Regions from separate parts of the Mus musculus genome. Here regions 1 and 2 are each linked to region 3. Evidence: chromatin contacts called from public Hi-C and promoter capture Hi-C data. All regions are on one chromosome and are shown on one strand. Each heading gives the region's core, a stretch centred on a gene start, on an enhancer-like site or on the middle of the called end of the contact. The rest is flanking DNA. Distances are from core to core; before and after follow the strand shown.

Region 1 (4,482 bases), core at 372-2,871, 2.2 Mb after region 3:
AGACAGCTACAGTGTACTTACATATAATAAATAAATAAATAAATAAATAAATAAATAAATAAATAAATAAAAACAGACCCTATAATTTCTGAATATATTAAATCAGAACTGCTACAGCTTATTGATCACCAGTAAGCCTGGACAGGTTACTGTATCCCCACCCCCAGCACTGCGGTACAGACAGCATAAGAGGTGAGTATTGCTTTCTCATTTTACAAATGGGGCGATTGAGACGCACCAAAGCTGAAGAGGTAGTGAAACTGCAGACACCAGATTCCACCTCTAACTTTGGTCCTTAAACAAAGCATCACCTGCCACCTCGTCTTAAAGACCTTCAGTTCGTCCCTTACGCATCTCTGACCCATCCAACCCTCGCTCCCATCCCACAGGAATGCAAAAGTTCCCAACCCTCTGCTGTGCACCAGAGACACAGCCTGTCTGTCCAGCCCCTCTCAGTCCAACCCCTCCTTCAGTTCTCGGCTCCTCCGTGTGTTTCCCTGCCTCCACCCTCAGCAGAATCCGGGCTCATCAGAAAACTGACAGCTAGAGTGACTGATGTGTCTCGTTTAGAGATCAAGGGGGAGGCTGGTACATAGTCCAAGCTGGCTTTGAGTTCAGCTCCTCTTGACTCAGACTCCGGAGAGCTGAAGTTACACCTGCCTTTGACACTGTAGACGTTTGTTTTTGGGGTGCAGTTCTTAGACCGAGAACTTCCTGCCCACATACCCCAACCGGAGGAGATAAGCAGTTCCCTCCCAGGGGCTGACACTTTCTTCTTCCTGCACCCACCAAGCTCTGTTTACACTGCAAGGTTTGTCCTCAGGGGAGCCTCGAGCCCTAGCACCTGCAGTTGCCGATAGCAACCTATGTACTTTGCGTTTACCCTGCTGATCTGGGGGCCCTGAGTCAGAAAAGCCTGGACTCTTGGAGCATGGGCTCTCTCCATCTAGGCCTATCTGGGGTCCTAAGCTTTGTGTCTGAAGACAAAGCCCCCTAGAATCTGTGTTAGGGTAGAACACTCTGAGGTTAAACCGGGTATCCCCAGTTTCCCGCTAGAGACAGCGCTGCAGACTTGGGAGGGTAACTGCTGCTTCGCCAGCTGCAGTCTCTAGATCCGGTGGAATACAGAACAAAGTGACGTGACCCAAGGATTAGGGTGGGTGGTGAAGCATTCTGGAGAAAAGAGCCAAGGCCTGGGGGCAGCTGCTACTGACTGGAGCCTCCCGAGTCTCGGCGAAAATGAGCTGGACCCAGCAAGGCACTCACCAGACACATTCAACTGGCCTCCCAGGAACCAGCCGATCTTGCCCGTCCTGAAGTCACAGTCCCAGACAGTATGGTAAGGAGTGTCCCAAACTAGTGTGTCACGGGCCAGCGGCCCCCAGAAGGCGGCCGGCTCCTGGGCTGCCTGAGCGCTCAACGCGGGGTACGAGCCTGGTTGCGCTGCTGCAGGAACGCAGCCCGGGAGTCGGGTGGCGGTCGAGCGGGACACGCTCAGTGACCACCCCGATTGTCCAGAGCGCCCTTGCAGGCCACGCAGCAGTCGCCCCACACCGCTGCCGAGGCTGCGCGCCGCCATCTCGCCCGACGCCCCACGCGGGTGCGGTAGCCTGAGCGCCCCTAAGAGTCTCCACGGCCCCGCCCCGGCTCCGCCCCCGCGGCCACCACCCACTACTTCTCTCCCGGAGAAGCAGCTTCCTTGAGCCTGCCCCTTCCCACCTCTTCCCTCCTGGACAGGGACTCCGGGAGGTGGGTAGAACTAGGTTTTGTTGTGCGCCCAGTCCGGGGCTAGCCCGCGCTCTCGGCTTCAGTTTCCTGGGTTTCTGCGATCTCTTTTTACAGACCAAATAACTTTCTGGCTGGCGACAGAAGCTGCAAGTACACGGTTGGCCCAGCCTCCGGACCTGGGACACAGGCAGCGCTCTGAGATAAGATTGGGAACGCGTCTAAGTGGTCATAAGAGCGAAGCAGCTCACAGATGGTGTGGATGAACCGTCAGTTGGTTCAGCATACCATAGATTGAAGTCAAAGCTTTCCTCCTTAGGAGACCTTCTGAGAGTAAAGCCCTCTCCCAATGGTGTGGGCCTGTACAACCATGCCACACACACATAAATCACCCGCAGCGGGCTAAAGGGCTGATGAGCAACCCTGGGGGCCTTCAAACAGGAAAGGAGGTGCTATGAAGGCCTGAGTCCAGTAACAATATTTTGGTTACCAGCTGCTGACCTCTGCCAGGGCAGGTACCACTTCCTTGGGACCCTTTGCTGATTCCAGGTGGTGGGAAGCTATGGGAAAGAATAAATCAATGTCCATATCACATTGGGCCTCGTTGACCATCAGCTCCGTCATGAAGTTCAAGTTTTTGTTACTGAATAATCAAGAGTAAAAAGAAATGTGTCTCTACCAAATACTTAAGAAGTGAATAAATAATAAAAAAAATAAACACTAGAGGTCGGAGACTTTGGAAAACTGGTTTGTGGAGTTCTTCGGGCTGGCAAAGACTTTTTCCTGTTGGCAATGACAGCTGTAGATAGGTAGTTTCCTTGGAGGGGATACTGTGGGCAAGCTGCTGAGGAGGAAGGCGGTGCCAACAACTAGCACAGGCATATGTCCTGCCCTCAGCCAAGCACTTGTCCTTAATTCAAAAGTTAGGCAAGTGGGCACAGTGGTGCACATCTGGGGTCCCAGCTATTCACGAGTCCAAGGCAAAAAGATCACACCCTGGAGACCATGAGTTTGAGAGTAGCCTGAACAACATTGCTAGTCTCCACCTTAAGAAACCAAATCAAACCAAAAGCTAGGCTAGGGCCAGAAACAAAACAATGGAACACAGAAGGTTACATAGTGCTCGAATAAATAAGGAAGCACTCAAGCTAATAAAAAGAGACTTATAAAAGAGCACATTTTAGTTGAACACATAAAGCTATAGGTAAGAGAAAGGGCAGACTCTGCCAGGTGGTCTGAGAGATACCCACCAACACTTCCTCCTCCAGTGTGTACTCGGCATTTCCTGCTCCACCAAGACCAGGAGACTGAGCTGGAGGTGTGGAAGCTGAGTTGGGGGTGTGGCTCAGAGACAAAACACCTGCCTAGCATGCACAGGCCCTGAGTTCTACTGTCAGCATGCATAACCCTCTAAAAGGATGAAGATCCAGGCTAGCTGACCTCCTAGCTTTACTCCAGAGGACATGGCAGAAGTGATACTTTGACAGGCTGGCTAGATGCCAAGGCTGTGTTGAGGAAACCCTGTGTGCTGCTTCTTTTTTTTTTGGTTGGTTGGTTCCCAGCTGCCATGGTGTGAGGGAGTTGGTCCTGCCTTCTGGGGGCAAAGAACCCACAGAGAGACTGAGTTGCACCAGCCCACAACCAGGAACAGCTCTGGACAGATGTGCATCCACCTTGGCTGCTCTATACCAGGTATGGAGCCTCACCCTCAGCACAAAAGGCCTTTCTAGTGATTTGCGAGGTTGGAAGAAGTCTCAGATAATCTTAACTTTATTACTCAGCTGTAGCTAGCTGGCACAAAAACTACTCCTAAAATGTGAGGCCTTCCCTTTGCCAGTTCCTACACCTCATCCCCTGCACGCGTTGTCTTCTCTCTCCTTGTCTTCAAAGTGCTGGAGTTCTCAATCCTCCACTTTCCCCTCCAGGTCCCCTTGTCTTTCAAGCTGGAACCTGGAACCAGAACGTTTCCTCCAGTTTCAGCCCATATTCAAATGTTAGGTTTTGCTTTTGTTTTTTTGAGACAGTGCCAGCCTCAGACTTGAATGACCTTGAACTTTTAATCCTCCGCCCTACCTGCACTTCTTGTGTATCACGCAGATGTGTCACCATACTTTCTATATGGGATGTTGGGAACCAAACCTAGGGCTTCAAGCATTCTAGCCAAATAGTGTACCAACTGAGCGCAGCCCCAGCCCCTATTTAAATGTCTAATTAACCTCTTAAATATACCACATCCTGAAACCTCTTTCTCAAACACTGTCCTTCCAGATTAAAGAAGGTGAATACATGTTCTCATTGTTCAAGTGGCATATAATCTTGTCAACCTAGACTTTTCTCTCATACATGGTACTAGCAACCTATTAGCAAGTACCCCAGGGATCACCGTCAGAATAATAGCCCCTCCCCCACCCCACCACCACTTTTTAAAAAAAATATTATTCAGTGGGCTTGCAGTTGTGTTCACCCTTTTCTTGTATGGCCTAATCAGCTAATGCAGTTTCTTTAAGAACAAAGGTTAAGGGCTGGAGCTATCTGCAGCTGTGGCTCAGTGGTGGAGCTATTGCCTAGCATGTACAAGGCCCTAGGTTCCATCCCCAGCATCAGGGAGAAAAAGGAAGAAAGAAAAGGAAAGGAAGAGTAGGATAGAAAAAGAAAACAAAGATCAGGTGAGGTCTGTCTGCACTCAGAACAAGCCAGTGTCTCCTACACGCCTTTCTTCCCCAGTACCCTACCTGGCAAGGCTCATCCTTCATATTG
Region 2 (4,455 bases), core at 1,840-4,339, 2.3 Mb after region 3:
GGAGGAAGCCAGGATGTACACGGGCCGAAGGCTCCTCCCAGGATCATTATCCAGAGCTTCCATTCACTGGGTATTTCTCCGACTGATTAAAAACCTTAGATGTTCTAGATGTAGTGGGGGTGAATCAGGAGGATGAGAGCGTCTGAAACCCAGGACCTTGCAGAACCATGTTACCCTGATTCTTCTGTGTGTTTGTCTTGATCTTTCAAAGTGCTAAGGATTATACTCAGCGTCTCCCTCATGCTAGGCAAATGAATGTCTATGACTGAGCTACATCCTCAGCCCTTCTTTGACATTTCTATTTAGAGACAGGCTGTCATGAAACCGTCCATGCTAGCTCTGAAGTCTCTATCTACCTGCTTCAGCCTACTGTGTCCTAAAATGACAGGCCAGCAGCACCAGGCCCTGCTCCTGCTTCATTTAACAGACTTACAGCACATGTAACTATGCAAACACAGCTGAGCAGACAGCATGCAAGACAATGGCTCTCTCTATTCTTAGTCACTGAGGATGCTAAGATAGGTCACATACTCATTGACTTCCTTAGTCCACAAAGCAGGGCCAGTCATACATAGCTGCTGTCAGAACATATGCCTACATTCTTGCTCTGCGCACATCTCTATCTGTGTCATCTCCTCCAGCTTCGGAGCAGATGCTTCTCAGCATCTTCCTTCTAAAGGGGGAAAGCTTCAGGCGCATCCTGATGATCCATTTAGCCCTTCAATAAATATTTTGAATGCTTTCTTAACTTGGGTTTCCCTGCATGCTGTTTGAGAAAAGAGTGTATAAAGAAGTTATTTCACTTCGTGCTCCCCCTGAAATATGGTTAAGGAAGAAGGGAAGGAAGCCTGGGGAGAAGCCACTACTATGGGCAACGAGGGCTCATCCTGCTGTGGACTCTGTGAAGGGCAGACAGAGATATTTATCTACACTCAGTTAAGAGCTGCTATGAAGCATATGTACTGTCCACTGCTTACCACCTTGTCTCTGCCTAAACACACAGCATGGTAAGACTCAACAATCTACATCAAATGTATTTATATCCTGTAGATAAGCAGCCAGGGACCACAGCCTCCTAAGCACATAGCTAGCCATCCCCCTCTTCCATTAAGATCCAGAAAGGCTGCTAGGATAAAAAATGTCTCAACAGTACCTGCCATCTACTTGTACCTCAGAATTTGAAAAGCAGACCACTCTGGATTTTATTCGTTTATTAAGAGGACTCTTAATGTTCTGAACTAAAGCACTGGAGAAGACACTGTTTCAATAAGAACTCTTTCTCAAGCTCCCTCCTGCTCAAGATGTTGCCGAAGGTTGTTCCAAGACAACAGAGAACTTGGCTGTAGTTGCTTCTGGGAAAGTTAGCCTTTATCTCCTTTGCCATCTAGATTGTGCTGGCTGTCATAAGCACTAAAGAGAACTGCAAAGAAATGGCAGTCATAATGGGATCTCTTTACTACCATTAGAATGTCTATACCATAGGCAGGGTCAGGTTGTAGGCTCCTTATATGCAAATACCAGGTGCTGGGCAAGCACTATTGCTCAGAGCAGATGACATCATTTGCTCTTGGGAAGCTTACACTTCAGTAGTAAAACAGAGAACAAACTGTTGGGCATGACTTATACTGTGAAGGAAATACACAAAGAATGGTAGAGAATAGCTCGGAGAGGTCCACTGTAAATGAAACAGTCTGAGAAGGTGGCATTATGTTATTTTAAAAGTGAGAAAAGATCTACAAAAGGAAATGCCTGAGAGAATAGCTTTCCAAGTAGTGAGTATGACCACTTGTAAAAACTAAGACAAAAATTCTAGAGAATTTGAGAGAAGTATTGTGAAAGTGGAGAAGATGGTAAAAGATGTGAAGGCAGAAGACAGAAGCAGGGTCCTTACAGGTCCACGAACAAACTTCAAAACACTAGAAAATTAAGTCAAAACTGTGAGGTGCAGTTTTTCTACTACAAGTTAGCAAAGAACCCAGCGTTTGGAAGGACTCCACCGTTGAAGACGTGGGGAACCCATGCTTTCACACATTATTTGTAAGAGTGTTAATTAGTACAATAACTGAAGAGAAAATTGAGTCGTATCTCTGGAGTTGTATTCAAAGAGCATATAGTTTATCATAGCCAATTCCAATACTAAGACTCTCTCCCACAGCACATCCATAGTGAGTAGCAAGATAGTCAGTCCTTGGGATGCTGTAGTGCTATGTACAACAAAACAGCCAGGGAAGTGGGGAGGGGAGAGCTTTTAAGATCCGCCAAATAAGAGACCATATAGACTTCCGTTGTAATCAGATCTTGGTGGTTTTATTAAAGTGAGACAAGGCAAGGTCCAATGAGCTGCTCACATGCTGTTTACAATAGTTTCGCGGGACTAATAGCGATTGCCAACCCTACTCTCACACAGTATCCCCGCACTCTGTGGTTAGCATCCACCCACTCACTCCCTGAGTACCCCATCTTTTCATTAGAAATCCTTGCTTTTAGGCTTTCCCAGCCGATAGACAGGGATGTCCTCCAGGAACAAGACCAGTGTCCTGCACCCCAATGTATAGATGCCATCACGTGGGCAGGAAGAAGCGGAGTCCTGGTTCGGTGGGGAAAAGACAACTTGGGAGATATTCAGACAAATGAATTAGGGACATACATCCAGAGTCTCGCTGCAGTTAGGAGCTGACAACCTTGTGGCTTCTAGGAAGACATCAGAAAATATGGCCAAGGATAAAGGACGCTTGATAGCACCGCATTCTCTATTGTGAATGCATATCCTATCACGAATTCCCTTGAAAGTAAAAGAAGCAACTCGGGTGTGGAGGGATGCAGGAGGAAAGCCTACAGAAGGACGAGGTGATGGATGAGATTGAAGTAACTCCTACTCTAGTCAAGACAAGGCTCTGTTCCTCCCACACCTCAGGACTTGTTAGAAGGATCCAAGATAAGCAGGAGCTCCAGAGCCCCCTACTGGCAGAAAGAAAAATAAACACCCAAAGAGCACATGGCTATTGCGCCTGCGTGGCTGGCAAACGCCATGGCACACGCGCATCAACGCCGTCCTGCCCACCCGGTGACGCAAAGTGCACGTAGGCGGAGACAGCTTCTCGGCGTCTGCTGGGGTTTGCTTCCACGCGTTAAGGCTCTGTTGACGCGGACCGGCGCTGGAGAGCTGGGCGCGCGGTGTGTGGTCGCTGTCTGCCTCCGGCTACGCCACTACCTCTCCTGCGGGGCCGAGGGAGCCGTGCAGGGTAAGCGGGGCCAGCGAAATGTGCTTGGCCCGGAGGACTGACTACGGTTGGTCTCCCCACGCGCGCGAGGGACGGGGTTCCCCGTGGTGCAGTTCCAATGCCTGATACCTCCCTGGGCCCGGAGACAGCTCCGGGGGGAGGCCTCGGGGTCACTTGCGCTCTCGGTCCATTCAACTGGCTGTCTTTCCGACCCTGCTGCGTAGCCCTCGCACGTCTACAACACACCGTGGGACTCGTGAGCTATGCTGTAGGCCAAGCAGCAGGGGTCTCTGCCCGAGTGTAGCCCACAGCCCTGCCGCGTCCATTCATTCTGCTGGCTTGTGCTGACCCGCCCCCAGCAGAACCAGGCCCAGGCGCCTCCCCTTCTGCACTGGATAGCCCAACTGGGAGGCTCAGGAAACCGGGGAAACCCTGTGTTCTGATTGTGTGGAAGGTGGGAACGGTGGTGACATGGAAGAACTTACCAGGGGTCAGGGTGGTTCCACCTGAGTTGGTGTGTGGCCACAGGTGCTTCAGGTTAAAGGAGAGAGAAAGGTCCAGATGTAGACACCCAGAATGTAGGACAGGGAGTCAGTGAGAACACATTTTTATTTTAAAAGCATCAGGAAGTAATTGGTTTTGAGACAACATTGCTGAGTAGGTCACAGTGGACACAGCCCTTCACCCTGAGAGTATATCCCCCCCCCCCCAAAAAAAAATCAGTCACCTGAAAATACCTGGTCCTTTTGTGTCTCTGCAGATCCTGTGTGGTGAGGGGCGTAGGGAATGCTCATAGCCAGAATAGGAAACTCTCAGACAGTGAGGAAGGAGCTTCCCTAGGGAGAGGCAGAGGAATGTGATTACAGGATCTCTCCTGGGGTGCTGCAGAGCCATGAAGGGGGCTGAATACCTAGCGTTGAGGGGAGGTTTCCCCATCCCTGTTACCAGCGTTTTAACAATGTCCTTGAAAATAATGCAGCAAGCATAAAGGTAAGTCTGAATATTGCCCGCCCCCCTTCTCCTGCCCTGGAAGAAGTGTAGACTAAGATGGTGTGTATCTGAGTCCCATCTGGAGCCTCATGGACAGAACGAACCTGAGAGTTACACAGCTCTCTCTCTGTGTACTTAGGTCTGGAAGAACCTACTGGCCCATGCAGGCATAGCACCCTGCAAAAGAATCAGGAGGAGGCAGTCTTCACCGGACTGTTCATCTATCTATATCTATATCTATATA
Region 3 (4,678 bases), core at 1,013-3,512:
GAAAACAGAAGATTACAGTGTGAGATGCCATGGAACTCTGCCATATCTGCATCCTTGGTCCCCTTGCCGCTACTCCACATGAACTCATAGGACAGATAGGCACTTTTGGACTGGGCTGCTGAGGTTGGCTTTAAACAACAAATGGCCTGCTGACTGTTTGTCTCTGCTCTCAGTTCTGTGGTCTGTGCCTCCCAGGCCTACATCTGGCTGCCCAGCTACCCAAGTAACCTATGGCACTTTACCTGTACTGATTCTCCGGGGCTTGGCTCTCTGCTCGCTCTGGAACCCAGGAATAGCTGTCGGCTGCATTCTGAGGCTTCTTCTCTTTTATCTCCTCCTTCTTGGCTCTCCGTTTATGATAAATGAGAATCCCTAGGGCCAGCACCAGCAAGAGTGAGATGGCCACCACCGTCCCCAGGATGTAAAACAGAAGCAGGTTCTGCCCATCGGTGTCACTGTGTGCAGACACAGAATCTTCATGTGTCGGCTTGCTGTGGCCGGAGGTCGTGGGGAGGTATGTGCCCAACTCGAACCAGACATCAGATACTTCACTAGGGATTTCTATTTCTAGTGGAACAGAGGCAGTGGGAATATCTGATTGGACGAAGAGACCTGTTGTCTGTGCTCTGTTGGAGACATCCTTAGAGCCACTAGGAGAACTGGGCATTTCAGTAGGAGGCATAGTACTCTCCTTTCTGTCATCGTTGTCTTCCTTTTGGGGAGGCCTGGCTGGTAGTTCAGAAAACACAGTGCCCCTGCTACAAAAGACCCCATTGGGAGCCAGCTCCCAGCCTGGCGGGCAGCCACACCTGAAGGAACCATCTGTGTTGAAGCACAGGGAATCACATGGATTGCCCCTTGCGTCCGAACACTCATCTATATCCTCACACTGGGTACTGTCTTCCCCAGACACAATATAGCCCTCTTTACAGGAGCAGTAGAAAGAGCCATCAGTGTTGATGCAGCCTTGGGCACAGGGCGAGTTGGCAGCTGCACACTCATCCACATCTTCACAGGCCTCTTCCTTGGGGCCACTGGGTTGGTAACCAACCCAACATTCACAGTGGAAGCTCCCTAGAGTGTTGACACAATCCTGGGCACAGGGGGAGTCCTGGCACTCATCTATATCCACACAGTGCACTTGGCTAGAGTCCAGCTGGTAGCCGCTGGGACAACGGCAAGTGTAGTTTTCACTGAGTGGTACAGAATGGCACATGCCACCTCCTGTGCATGGGTTTGAGCTGCAGGGGTTCCTGGAGGCACAAGTTACTAGATCATCCAGCAGTCGAAATCCAGGCCGGCAGCCGCAGCGGAAGGAGCCATCGCCACCTTCGAAGCAATCCTGCTGGCAGCCCCCGTTGTTGAAACTGCAACCAAACTTGGGGCTGACACAGAGTGGGCCTGAGCTGCCCCAGTGAAATATTCCTGGAGTCTTTTCATTGCATAGGAAATAGTGGGTTTCACTCTTAGCTTCATCCCCACAAGCTACATTGGCTACAGAGGCAAAAGGCACAGCCTCCAGAGAGGAGGTAGTGGCCTGGAAAGGGGTGGTATAGGTCACCCGCCCTGGACCACCCAGCGCCAGTGGCCTACACATGCCTTTGAAGTTGAACTTGCACAGGAAACCTTCAATGCTGTTACCTGGAGCTTCGGGGGTCCCACAGGGACTCTCATGCCACTTGGGCAGATGGCTGGGGTGAGGTGTCAAGGACAGGTCCAGTATGAGGGACACACAGCGTTTAAAGATACAGGAGCTCTTGCTGGCTTTGTACCAGTTTGAATAAGCTGTGTCCTCTCCACCACCCACCCAGCTGAAGCCCCTCATTGGCAAATCATGGTACGTACAGTTGCCCTTCTCTCGCTGGAGCCCGATCCAGAATTTGCCCATCTTTGCTTCCAAGGGTGCCTTGGTCTTCAGGAGCTGAGTCAGGGCTTGCTGAACATGCCGGGCCTCCTCCTCACTCTTCACGGTGGCAAGATTGCCTCCATTCTCATTGCAGCGATGCTGGGCTTCAGCGGCACTCAGCTTGCCCCAATGGGCTGTATAGCAGGCAGTCCCCTCGCACACCACAGCCTGTGAATCAGCAGCAGCCCCTGCCCAGGGCTGGCCAAGGAGCCCCAGCAGCAGGAACAAACCAGTTGAGATGGCCATTCTTCTGTGTCTCCTTCTGGGAGGGGCTAGACTCCCCTGCGGTGACAGCAGCAGCCGGTGGAACCTGGACCTTGACACCAGGCTGTGCTCTGAAGGGAGCAGAGGCGCACTGCTGCTTTCACACTACCACAGCTCTGGCATTGAGAAGGTTACAAAGACTCGCTTTTCACGTCCTCCTGACCCAGGGCGCATCCTGTGCTCTCCTACTTCTTATTTCTCACCGGATGCTGGGGTTTCCTGCCATGAATAGCCTTCTGACTCCTGTTGCCTTCATCACGGTTTTGTTGTTCAGAGGGCAGTCTCTGGCTCAGAGCTGTGGAAACACAGAGGATCCAAGAGATATGGCTGCTTTATTTTGAGTCCGTTCACTTTCCCATACCACAAAGAGCCCCAGTGGCATGCTGTCCAGTGAGCAGAGACTTTGGGGGGTGGGAGGGTAGAGACTTGAAAAGTATCATCCAAGTAACCCATGATAAAATTCCACTTCAGATTGCAAACCACCAGAAGGGAAAGAAAAATATGTGACGCTTGAGACACAAGGGCATGGAAAGATTATAGTTTTCGGCCTTTTTTAGAAGCAAACTGGATCTGCTTTTTTTTCCTATCTTGTACCCTGTCTCTGTTTTTGGAGTCGTTTTTTTCTTTTATTCTTCCCATCATGAACTTTAAATAGACAGGAAGCTTTTAAATAGGATTTTGGCTGTGGGAATTTCTGGGTTTCCAACAATGTCAATCTCCATGAGAATATATATATTTTTTAAAAAGGTGAAAATAGTTTTCAGGGTTTCCTAGTGCACTATAAATGAAGTGTCAGGGTCCCCAAAAGATCAGAAAGATGGGAAAATGAACCTGGCCTGCCTTGTCATATTCCCTAACCCAAGGCTTAGGCGGAGTTCAAAGGCACAGGAGCACAATCAGAGGCTGCAGCTCAAAATCACGATGTAAGAATCAACACCCGGGCAGGCGTTACAGCTCACAGCACCTGGGCCAAGGCCTGTCTCAATCAAAGCTAGCCACTGGAAGGTGGAAACTACGTTTAACTGCCCCTGTCCCCAACCACCACCATATTCTACTTGACCCCAGCTAGACTCAGAGTCTAACACTTTGGAGAAAGTGTTAGATTAAGAGATAAAGGAAAGTAGTAACAGAATGAGGCCACACAAGTGTGCTAATGAGCCCAGCCTCCTAAGATAGGTTAAAAGCCACTTCACAGAGTCATCCCAGTGGAGGCAGGATCCAGCTGAGGCAGGATTCTGGGCAGATCTTGAGCACTCACTCCTCTATTGCTGGCAGCTGGCTACACTGTTCTCTCACTTGCTTTTGAGGTCACTTTGCAATTTCTAGTCTTGGCCTGCCAGATCATATGCCCCTTCCAGAGGCAGGGCTTGACACGGGCAAATGTCCTGATAGATTTTTTGGGGTGGGGTGGGGGGGTGTTTTGTTTTGTTTTGTTTTCTTTATTAGATGCAATTTCTTCTTCCCAAGATGCCCACGGTTGTGAGTGTGGTCGTGACTTGCAAGAGGAAGCAACCCAAAAGAACATGTGAATTAAGAGATTTGTGTTACCACAGATCTCAATGTTAGTGGGAAGTGGGGAACTATGGCAACACTGAAAGGGAGAGGGAGGGGAGAGAAATAAGGAGAGGGAAGGACAGAGAGAAGATAGGGGGAGACTAGGGAGGAAGGGGGGAGAAGGATGGAGAGAGGAAGAGAGGATATCAAAGCTTTTATTGGGGTTCAGGATATTGTCTAGGCAGGTTTTTAGGGGAATGCTATCTGGAGTTCAGAACTAACAAGACCTGATTCCCAAGAATTCACTCAAACCTTTTCTCAGGTGTCCATAGCATTCCATCCACCTCATCATCCACTTAGCTACTCAGCCATGCACTAATCCATCCATCTACTCAGCCATCTACCAGTCTAATAACTTTTCATATTGGATACCAGGCTAAACACTAATTACAGGGAGGTATTCTTACCTTCATGATTTCAAAAAGTGACAAATGTGAACAATTCAGTATTGATTCACTTCATTGAAGGCAACATAAGGCAAAGCAAGGGGTGGCAGAAAAGACCATTATCAGAATCCGAAGCTGGTAGTGGGAAGTAGGCAGTACGGAAGGGAATAAAAAGGGCAACGGAGTTAGACTCTGAGGCAGTGGTTCTTTACCTTCCTAATGCTGTGACCCCTTAATACACTTCCTCATGCTGCAGTGACCACCCCCCCCACCATAAAATTATTTTCATTACTACCTTTTAACTGTAATTTTGCAACTGTTATGAATTATAATGTAAATATGTGACATTCAGGATATATGATATGTGGCTCCTGTGAGTCACTTAACTCCTGAAAGGGTCGCAACCACAGATTAAGAAACAATGTTCTAAGGGGAAGATATCTAAGAATGGGGCACATGTGGGAAAGAATATACACCATGGCCTTGTGGACAAGGGGTTGGTTGCACTGAGCCTAGAGCCTGAGGCATGGGAGGCAGGATACAGAAGACAGTAGAGCCCCAGGACATG

The links. Promoter capture Hi-C pulls out the DNA fragments that hold promoters and counts their contacts. A called contact is a pair of places that touch in the nucleus more often than the background predicts.
Region 1: a contact with region 3 is called in a promoter capture Hi-C map of pre-B cells. The contact joins the promoter of Acss1 here to the promoter of Cd93 in region 3. A contact is called at or near these places in 1 of 39 promoter capture datasets (pre-B cells) and 1 of 115 datasets of contacts at active chromatin or transcription factors (large pre-B cells).
Region 2: a contact with region 3 is called in a Hi-C map of B cells, with 5 read pairs. The contact joins the promoter of Entpd6 here to the promoter of Cd93 in region 3. A contact is called at or near these places in 1 of 39 promoter capture datasets (liver) and 1 of 484 Hi-C or Micro-C datasets (B cells).

Annotation. Positions count from the first base shown.
Region 1 is chr2:150,666,619-150,671,100 of GRCm38.p6, forward strand. It overlaps Acss1 (acyl-CoA synthetase short-chain family member 1), which reads right to left and starts at 1,622. Exons shown (of 14, transcript NM_080575.2): 1 at 1,267-1,622. The coding sequence starts at 1,579. E130215H24Rik (RIKEN cDNA E130215H24 gene) reads left to right here and starts at 876. Exons shown (of 2, transcript NR_040331.1): 1 at 876-1,339; 2 at 1,843-2,314.
Region 2 is chr2:150,745,992-150,750,446 of GRCm38.p6, forward strand. It overlaps Entpd6 (ectonucleoside triphosphate diphosphohydrolase 6), which reads left to right and starts at 3,090. Exons shown (of 14, transcript NM_172117.5): 1 at 3,090-3,242.
Region 3 is chr2:148,441,273-148,445,950 of GRCm38.p6, forward strand. It overlaps Cd93 (CD93 antigen), which reads right to left and starts at 2,263. Exons shown (of 2, transcript NM_010740.3): 1 at 243-2,263. The coding sequence starts at 2,152.